2 separate regions of the Sus scrofa genome follow, and region 2 is linked to region 1. A link is a contact called in public Hi-C data. All regions are on one chromosome and are shown on one strand. Each heading gives the region's core, a stretch centred on a gene start, on an enhancer-like site or on the middle of the called end of the contact. The rest is flanking DNA. Distances are from core to core; before and after follow the strand shown.

Evidence for each region. Hi-C and Micro-C count contacts between places; a contact is called where the count stands out from the background.
Region 2: a Hi-C map of skeletal muscle shows a contact between it and region 1, with 5 times the contacts expected there. The contact joins the enhancer-like site here to the promoter of GK in region 1. A contact is called at or near these places in 1 of 5 promoter capture datasets (liver), 3 of 47 Hi-C or Micro-C datasets (heart right ventricle and skeletal muscle) and 1 of 2 datasets of contacts at active chromatin or transcription factors (alveolar macrophages).

The regions. Positions count from the first base shown.
Region 1 is chrX:26,468,460-26,472,485 of Sscrofa11.1, forward strand. GK (glycerol kinase) reads left to right here and starts at 2,110. Exons shown (of 19, transcript NM_001143708.1): 1 at 2,110-2,296. The coding sequence starts at 2,219.
Region 2 is chrX:26,506,447-26,510,470 of Sscrofa11.1, forward strand. GK (glycerol kinase) reads left to right here. Exons shown (of 19, transcript NM_001143708.1): 5 at 2,569-2,645. Among named protein-coding and RNA genes, the nearest start is that of GK, 38 kb to the left of the region's middle. Within about 2 kb of position 1,380, at least 3 of the 83 cell types and tissues checked have an H3K27ac peak or open chromatin away from gene starts, as enhancers often do. A contact at or near this core is called in skeletal muscle, where this site is marked.

The sequences.
Region 1 (4,026 bases), core at 860-3,359:
ACAGAATCAATAAGTTTCAGAATCATTCATGTATATCTAGCCCTACTTATTCTGAAGCTTCTGAATTCTGATCACACAATACTGCTGAACAAATAATTTGCTGTTCCGTCAGAATCTGAGAGTCAAAAGTGTGTAAAAGTTCAAACATGAGCAGGGATTTTTTTTTAATTGGATCCATGTGTTAGGTTAGGTGGCTTTCTTTTTACTGCTAGTTTGAGTCAAGGAAATCCTTATCTATATCGTTCAATTAAGGTTTTTCAGGGAGTTTAGGGGCAAGTTAGCCTAGTTCCTTTATATTCACCTGTATGCCTGTGTCTTCTCCAGAAAATTCAGAAATACTGATCCATCTGCACTCCTATCCTAAAGCAAGCCAGTTTATCCTTAGTTATTAAGTTCAGCATCCCCATAAGTAGGCCTCATCTGGAACACCACAATTTGATTTCTAGACAGAATATAAGAAAATTTGCAGAGTTCCTATTTTGGCTCAGCGGAAATGAATCTCACTAGTATCCATGAGGACAGAGGTTCAATCCCTGGCCTTGCTCAGTGAGTTAAGGATCTGGCATTGCTGTGAGCTGTGGTGTAGGTTGCAGACATAGCTCTGATTTGGCATTGCTGTGGCTGTGGGGTAGGCCGGCATCTAGAGCTCTGATACAACCCCTAGTAGCAGCTACAGCTCTGATACAACCCCTAGCCTGGGAACCTCCATATGCCTCGGGTGCAGCCCTAAAAAGCCAAAAGAAAAAAGAAAATTTGCTTCCAGAGCAAAAGTGGTAAAACTATAAACACAGAGATAAATAAGTGAGGTGGTGCTAGGTAAAGCAAGAGGGTGTAAAATAGAAATGATGTTACAGAACACAGAGACTGGAGTAATGGAACAGGAAAAAAAGTGAGAGTGGGAATAGTACAATGCTTTTGATATTGATAGGGCCTGGTTTACAAAGTCAATTTAGTGATTTTTCCAACCAGCATTTTAAAAAATGATATGCAATAGTATAAATAAGTTCGAATGTATAGCACAGAAGGATAAATATTGTTTTGGTAGCATTTTAAATACTTGAAAAAATGAATATATAACTATATAAATTATAAATAAATGCATGTGCACACACCCACACATATGCCCGGCCCTGTTCTGTAAACTACTCATACAGTGAATCTTATTCCTGAGTTTGAAAACCTCTGCAACTGCCAGGGGTTTTCAAACTCTGGAACAAGATTCATACTTCCAGGATCCAAAAGAATCCTGGCAAGGTAAATTCAAGGTCAAATGAGAAGGCCTCTTTTCTCTCCTTTTGCTGTTTAGAGCACTTAACCTATGGCGAGGAAATAGCGTATGAGGGAGGAGACACAGTCAGGTCAAGATAGGAGCAAGGGCGCTTCAGGACAAGGAGGTGCCTCGGGAAATCTTCGCGGGTGGTCAATTGATGACCTGGGGATGGTGATTTTGAGGGCTTCCCCTAAAAGCTAAACCGAAGGAACTTAGGCTTTCCTTGTCCCTGAAAAGCCTCCAAAGGCAAAAGATTTGCGCTGCTCCTGAATGTGACCCTACAAAGGGTCAGTCCCTTTAGAGGGGGATTATTTTGATCTCGAGCGGGGAACAGGGAAGTGGGCGGGGCGTGGGAAGCGCGGGAAGGCCTGGCAGGGTTGGTCCGGAGTGACTCACGCCGTGCTCTGCACATCCCACCAGAGGAACAAGCAGTTCTGCCCTTTGGGACCCAGCCGCTAGAGGAAGCCCCAGGGTGTGGGTGGGGTTGTGCCCTTTCCCCGGGCCATTGACCCTCCCTGCCAAAGGGCAGCACCGGCCTCCGCCTCCGGCCCAGCGGCAGGAGGGTTCTGCCGCCGGGTTCCCCGGCCCACGTGACCTGCCGCGCGGGCCACCGCCTCCGCCGCGCCCTGGCCCCGCCCCCGTGAGGTCTGTCTAGCCTCAGATTGTCTGAACAGCCCTTCTCTTTCCGCATTCGGTAATTGGCTGGCCAGGCAGACAGCGCCTGCCCCAACCCCGCCCCCGGAGTCGTGGGGAACGCGGGTGGGGGCGGGGCCTGGGCTGGAGGGGCGGGGTAGAGCCTCTGAGCCGGTAAAGGGGCTGCCTGGAGCGCGAACAGAGCGATCTACTGCCGCCAGCCGCCTGGCCCTTCCGACTCGCCGCCCTACTCTCCGCCCGCCGCCGTCACCAAGGAAACGGGCTGCAATTCCTCGCCGACCCCAAGCTGGTTTCATGGCAGCCGCGAATAAAGCAGTTTTGGGACCGTTGGTGGGAGCAGTGGACCAGGGCACCAGCTCGACGCGCTTTTTGGTGAGCCGGGGGTTGCACTTGAAGAGGTGCTGAACCTGAGCGGGAGCCTTGGGACCGTGGGGCGGGATGTCGCGTCGCCGTCCCGTTCTTCCCACGACCCAGAGCCCTGGCCCCCAGGCAAGGGAAGGAGGCCAAGGGCCCAGAGCGGGACTTGCCACGCTGGAGCTTCTCCGCCCGGGCCTGGGGGAACACAGCCTCTCGCGACCCCCGCAGCTGAGCTGAGCAGCCCTGGCCTTGATTGTGGAGCCGGGTCCCCTACTAATGAAGGGACTCCTACCCCAGAGGAAGCTAGGACTCGCCGAACATCCGTGCAGAGCGGCCCGCCTGCAGCCAGGGACAGGTGGCCACATTGACCGCTGCTGCAGTCTTCCCCAGAAGCATTTGGCCTGCCGGGAGCAGGACGTCCTTGAATGGGGCGGGGGCGGGGGTGGGGGGGAAGCTGTGTCACGACTGTGGTAGCCTAACCCAGCGTCCTTTGGAGCTGTAGAACGAATGTAGTATTAGCGTGATGATGCGTTATCTTCCTCTCCCCAGAAACTGCAGAAGGTAGAACGCTAGGAGGAGGGCGGGGAGAGTGGCCGAACACTTTGGCAAAGAGTCAAATTACACTGCTTTAACCAGAATCTTAATTTAATCTCGAGGATTTGTCAATTTTAGCTCTGATACTTTGCGCATTACAAAGATGATTGTCCTCGCCTCGCTTCACAGCTTAAATTGACAGGGAATTTTTTTTTTTATTTACTATGTATGACAGAGTTTTGACATAGTGGAGTGCTGTTTAAGTGACTCTCTGCTGATTAAATTGTTTTGTGCAATTAAAAAACTAGCTCTTACAGTGATCTAGCACTGAGTTCAGAAAGGTACTTTAAAAATAATTTAAATAAACGATTGTTGGTTAAGAGCCCATGCTTTCAATGGACATTTGACTAACCTGGCAAGTTGATGTAAATATTTAATGATTACTTAGCTCTCTCTTCACTTCTTTGCCTCAAATCATGTTTTCATGCATTATTTAGTATACCGTATATATACATTGTATATACACTGTATATATTTTGAAAGCTCTGTGACCATTTAGCTGAAACCTGAATTTGTACCTTGGTTTTGATACTTGTTTCTCTTGTCTGAAGTGAAAGCCTTTAGTCAAGTTTTAGTTTGAATGGTATTTAATGACCTACCCTGGTTTGAGCTGCCAAGACGTAATTCTCCTGTCTCTTATATTGTTTATCATATGATCACCCAGGGCAGGTTTCACTTTGTCTTGATTTTCATATAAATGTTTGGAAAGTAATCCTGAATCATAAGTAAGAAAGTTTGCCTAACTGGATTTAATATGTAAAATATTCAATCATTATTACCATCTTTCCAAATTAAGAAAGAGCATTGAGACATGTATGCTGACTAACTGTGGGTTGAATTTTGAAGCTTTATTCAAGATTTGCCCATACAGATGCTTGCAGGGGCCAGGCAGGTAGAGGAAGGAGAGCAAACTCAGGCTCAGGGGTACAGCCAAGCAGGAACATTAGCCCCGTGTTGCCAGATCTTCAAATTATTTAAGAAAAGCTGGAACTTCCAAGAGTTTTCAGTAAAATCTTCCTGTCCTCAAATGTTGGCAACTAGTTCATAAAGCACTGTAGGGGCCAAACCAAATGTGGCAGTTGTTCTCTAGTTTATACAGCCTTTGCCCTCAATGAAAGTGGGTAAGATATTTCATAACTTTGTAGGTTTCC
Region 2 (4,024 bases), core at 130-2,629, 37 kb after region 1:
AGTGTTTGTTAAAGGAGAGTTGGGCCCCCTCCCCAGACCTACTTTCCTAGAAGTTCTGGGAGTGGGGTTTATCTTTAAGCGCCCTAGTGATTTGTATATCCATTAAAACATAGAAGACGACTGATCTGGAATGCTTTGAGTCATTAAAGAAAAAGCCTAGAGCAGTGGTTTTCATGTCCCTTGGTAAGAAATATATTTGGCCACATGATTCAGCCAACCAGAATAATAACTAAAACAAAATTTCTCAAGTCAATACTTACTGAATTCAGTGAATGCTGACATTTTCCATTCTAATCCATCTTATTTCATTTTCATAAAAGTAGGTAATTGAAACTGCATTGATTTAAATCCCCTCGCCCACTGTAGTTTGGAACATGCTTGTTAATTCTACCTATCATAGATTTAAAACTTTTCTCCCCAATTCTTCTACTTTTGTTTTTTTTTTTTTTTCTTTTCTTTTTTTTAGGGCTGCATCTGCAGCATATAGAGGTTCCCAGGCTAGGGGTAGAATCAGAGCTACAGCTGCCAGCCTACTCCACAGCCACAGCAACGCCAGACCCCTTAACCCACTGAGGGAGGCCAGGGATCGAACCCGCAACCTCATGGTTCCTAGTTGGATTCGTTTCCGCTGCACCACAACGGGAACTCCTCAAATTCCTCTACTTTTGCCAAGCATTCCAGTTAAGTCCTTAGCACTTACTGGGGTTTCTTGCCTATGAGGAAGGTCCGCTTTTGTTCTGGTTCCACAAGACTGCTGCTGTGTAGACTGCCCTTGTTCCCTGCACATGGGAGATCTTGCCAGCTCCATGTGGCTGCTGTTAATGGCTTGTATCAGTCACAGGGCAAGTAATAGGAAATTCAACCCCAACTAAGAGAAAAGAAAAAAAAAAAGGAATTCTAAGAGTAACTTAGTTCAGGTGCCGTTTGATTCCCGAATTAGACAATATTGCCTGCATTCCCCTATAAATCTGTCTCTTCTGGAATGGCTCCACACGTGGCTGATGGGCTCTCTCTTCAGGAGGGCAGCAGGCTCCAGCTACACACTACCCGCTCTGTGTCAAGAACTCTCAGGGACTGAGCACAAATCTCAGTTGGGCTGATGAGACCATATGCTTCCTCCTGAACCAGTCCCTGGGGACACGATACTGGAGCTGGGGTTAGTGTTGAAGCTCAGACAAACCAAGATGGCTGACGATGGGGGGGAGGGGGTCATTTCTAAAGAGGATTAGAGACACTACTCTCAGCAGCAGGAGAAAAGGATGGCAGGCAGAAAATACAGATGTCAATCACCAGGCCATGTATTTCCACGGTCTTGCTCTTTGCTTTCTGTTTCCCTGGCTATGATGAGCTTATTTTTCTTGCCCTTTTTTCCCTTTCCTCTAGAAACCACCATAGCCTCGTGAAGTCCCTGATGTAATTAATCTGACAGTGCAAAGTAGCCACTGTCAAAATCAAGCACAAGTGGCCCTCAAGGGAAAGGCTGGTTTAAGTAACTGAAAAGAATTGATTAAAATTCACTACAGGAAATAACTGCTTTTTAAGTGATGAAAAAGGAATAGTAGAGTTAAAGGGGAACCAAACTAGACCATAACGGCCAGCACCCACATGTGTAGTGAGCAGGCTGTGTAATCTCCTGGTGCTCTTTAAATAGACTGTGGGCCTGAGTGTTCTCAGGAGGCATCTGAGCACAGTCAGGGCCTAAAAATATCAAGTGACCACTAACAGATTAAAAGTTATAAACGTTTAAGTACCAAACTGAAATCTGACAAATAGAGCTCAGGTGATCTTATTGTTGACTTTGTACAATTCACTTTATATACTATTTAATGGCTTCTCTTTCTCAAGCCTTCTGTCGTGAGCAGCACACAACTTTCTCCTGCGGGGGGGTGGGGGTGGGGGCGCAGAAAGTGGTCTAGAGTTTTTTGCTAAAAGTAACATTAATATGTTAAAATGGAGAGTTGTTTTATTTTTTGCAACCTAGCTTGGAGAAAGAATGGTGACCTTCAGATAATTCTGGTAATGGTTGTGAATTCTAGTACTTTGAAAACGTACAGTGTAGAACAACATTTTGTACATGAGCTACTGATTCCTATTTTTTCCCCTCTATAATAGTATCAAGTTCTCTACTGTCACAAATTGCTCCCAAGTTTTCCTCAGGTACATGCTTCATACGTGGTATGGTGATCCTGGGTTGTGCATTTTGCCCTGACAACTAGCTTTCATAGCATTTAGATTTTCTCTGCACTCATGTATGCATAGAAAATCCATATCCAAAACTTTTTTTTTCATTTTTTTTCTATAAAAAGGATATCAAATAAGCACCCTGAGGTATGTATTTTTCTCTTAATTTGGTCTATAATTTTGCATAGGGGCTTTAAATATTTCCTCATAAATTTATTCTCTCTTCTAACAATATGCCCATTCATTTCTAATTTTCTAATTTCTATCTTTTGAAAGCTATAGCATTTTAATTGCCTATAGAAACTAATCGGTCTCCTGTCCTTGGCAGTGATTTCATTAAGATCTGATTTTTTTTTAATGAAGTTTTTCATATATTTTGATCTATAGTGTGGCTTGACCTAAGAACCCAGTCTACCGTTGAGAATCTTAGTAAAAGAATTCCCGGAAATAATAACTTTGTCAAGGTAAGAGCTCTCTTCAAAAGTATATTATAAAAATGCTTGTTTAACAAAAACATTTGGAGCTTTCGCCAGGCCTTACATCTTATTGCACAATACATACTTGATACACTTTATAGACTATTTCTCTAAAGATAATTGAGGTCAACTCAAATCTTTACCTTTCTGTTTTCCTGGCCTTGTGGTGCATTGGAGGAATAGCATTCCAGGTTGATAAACTGAAGGGGATTGTATGATATCCCAGTGGTTTACCACCCTCAGTGGCTTAAACTGTACTCCCCAAAGAGCGCTTCTCTGATTTACCTAGTGCTTCCTCTAATTCAGCTGTGCTTTTCAAATCCTTCTCTCCTATTTCCTACTGTCTATCAAAGAAATTTCTAGGTGATTTTGAGTTTTTAAGCATCATTCAGGGAGAGAAAGTAGAAGACACGCCATCCTTTATTTGAGCTGCTCTTCTACTTTCCTCATAGGAAGAAGCTGATAAGAATAATGCCTAATTTCAATCCTTATGTGATAGATCTCTCTTTAGTTAAATGAAGAGAGAACATTTTTGAAACAGGTGAGGTATTTTTCTTAGCACAGTGAAGGCCGAGTTCTCCTACTATTCAAAGGGAAGTTCTGATTTTTGGTTTATTCCCTTTGTATTTGTCAGTGAGCCTCTTAGATGGCAGTTTCTTGGGGTTCTTGGTTCTGAAACTAGTGCTCAAATCCCATAAATTGGAGCAATCTAACAAACCATCCACTACCCTCACCCAGACAAATAACTTCAGTCTTGTTCTGCATATACCCTTACCCATTTCATATTCTGTTCTCTTGATCAACCTGCCCTTACCCTCACTGCTGCATTCAGCTGCACATTGCTTCAAGGGATGCATGTTTTTCTCTCCAACGCTGTTGTAGTCAACTTGTATGCTTTCTACTTAAATCATGAAAATGAGATATTTATATGCTGTCTCATTATTTGGTTTGTGAGATGACCCTTGATCCCGCAAATCGAAGAAGAATACTCCCATAAGTTATTTGCATTTATTATTTTTGAGCACTGATCTTTTTATACCCCTTAGGGAAGCTAGAAAACTGAATTAAGATTCTTAACTTACAAGGTTGCATTAAAGGAGTTCCCATTGTAGCTCAGCGGGCTAAGAACCTGACTAGTATCCATGAGAATGAGAATTCAGTCCCTGGCCTCACTCAGTGGGTTAAAGATCTGGCGTTGCCATGAACTGTGGTGTAGGTTGCAGATGCAGCTCAGATCCTGTGTTCCTGTGGCTGTGGTGTAGGCTGGCAGCTGCAGCTCCAATTTGACCCCTAGCCTGGAAACTTACATATGCTGCAGGTGCGGCCTTTAAAAAAAAAAAAAAAAAGGAAAGAAAAAAAAGTTTGCA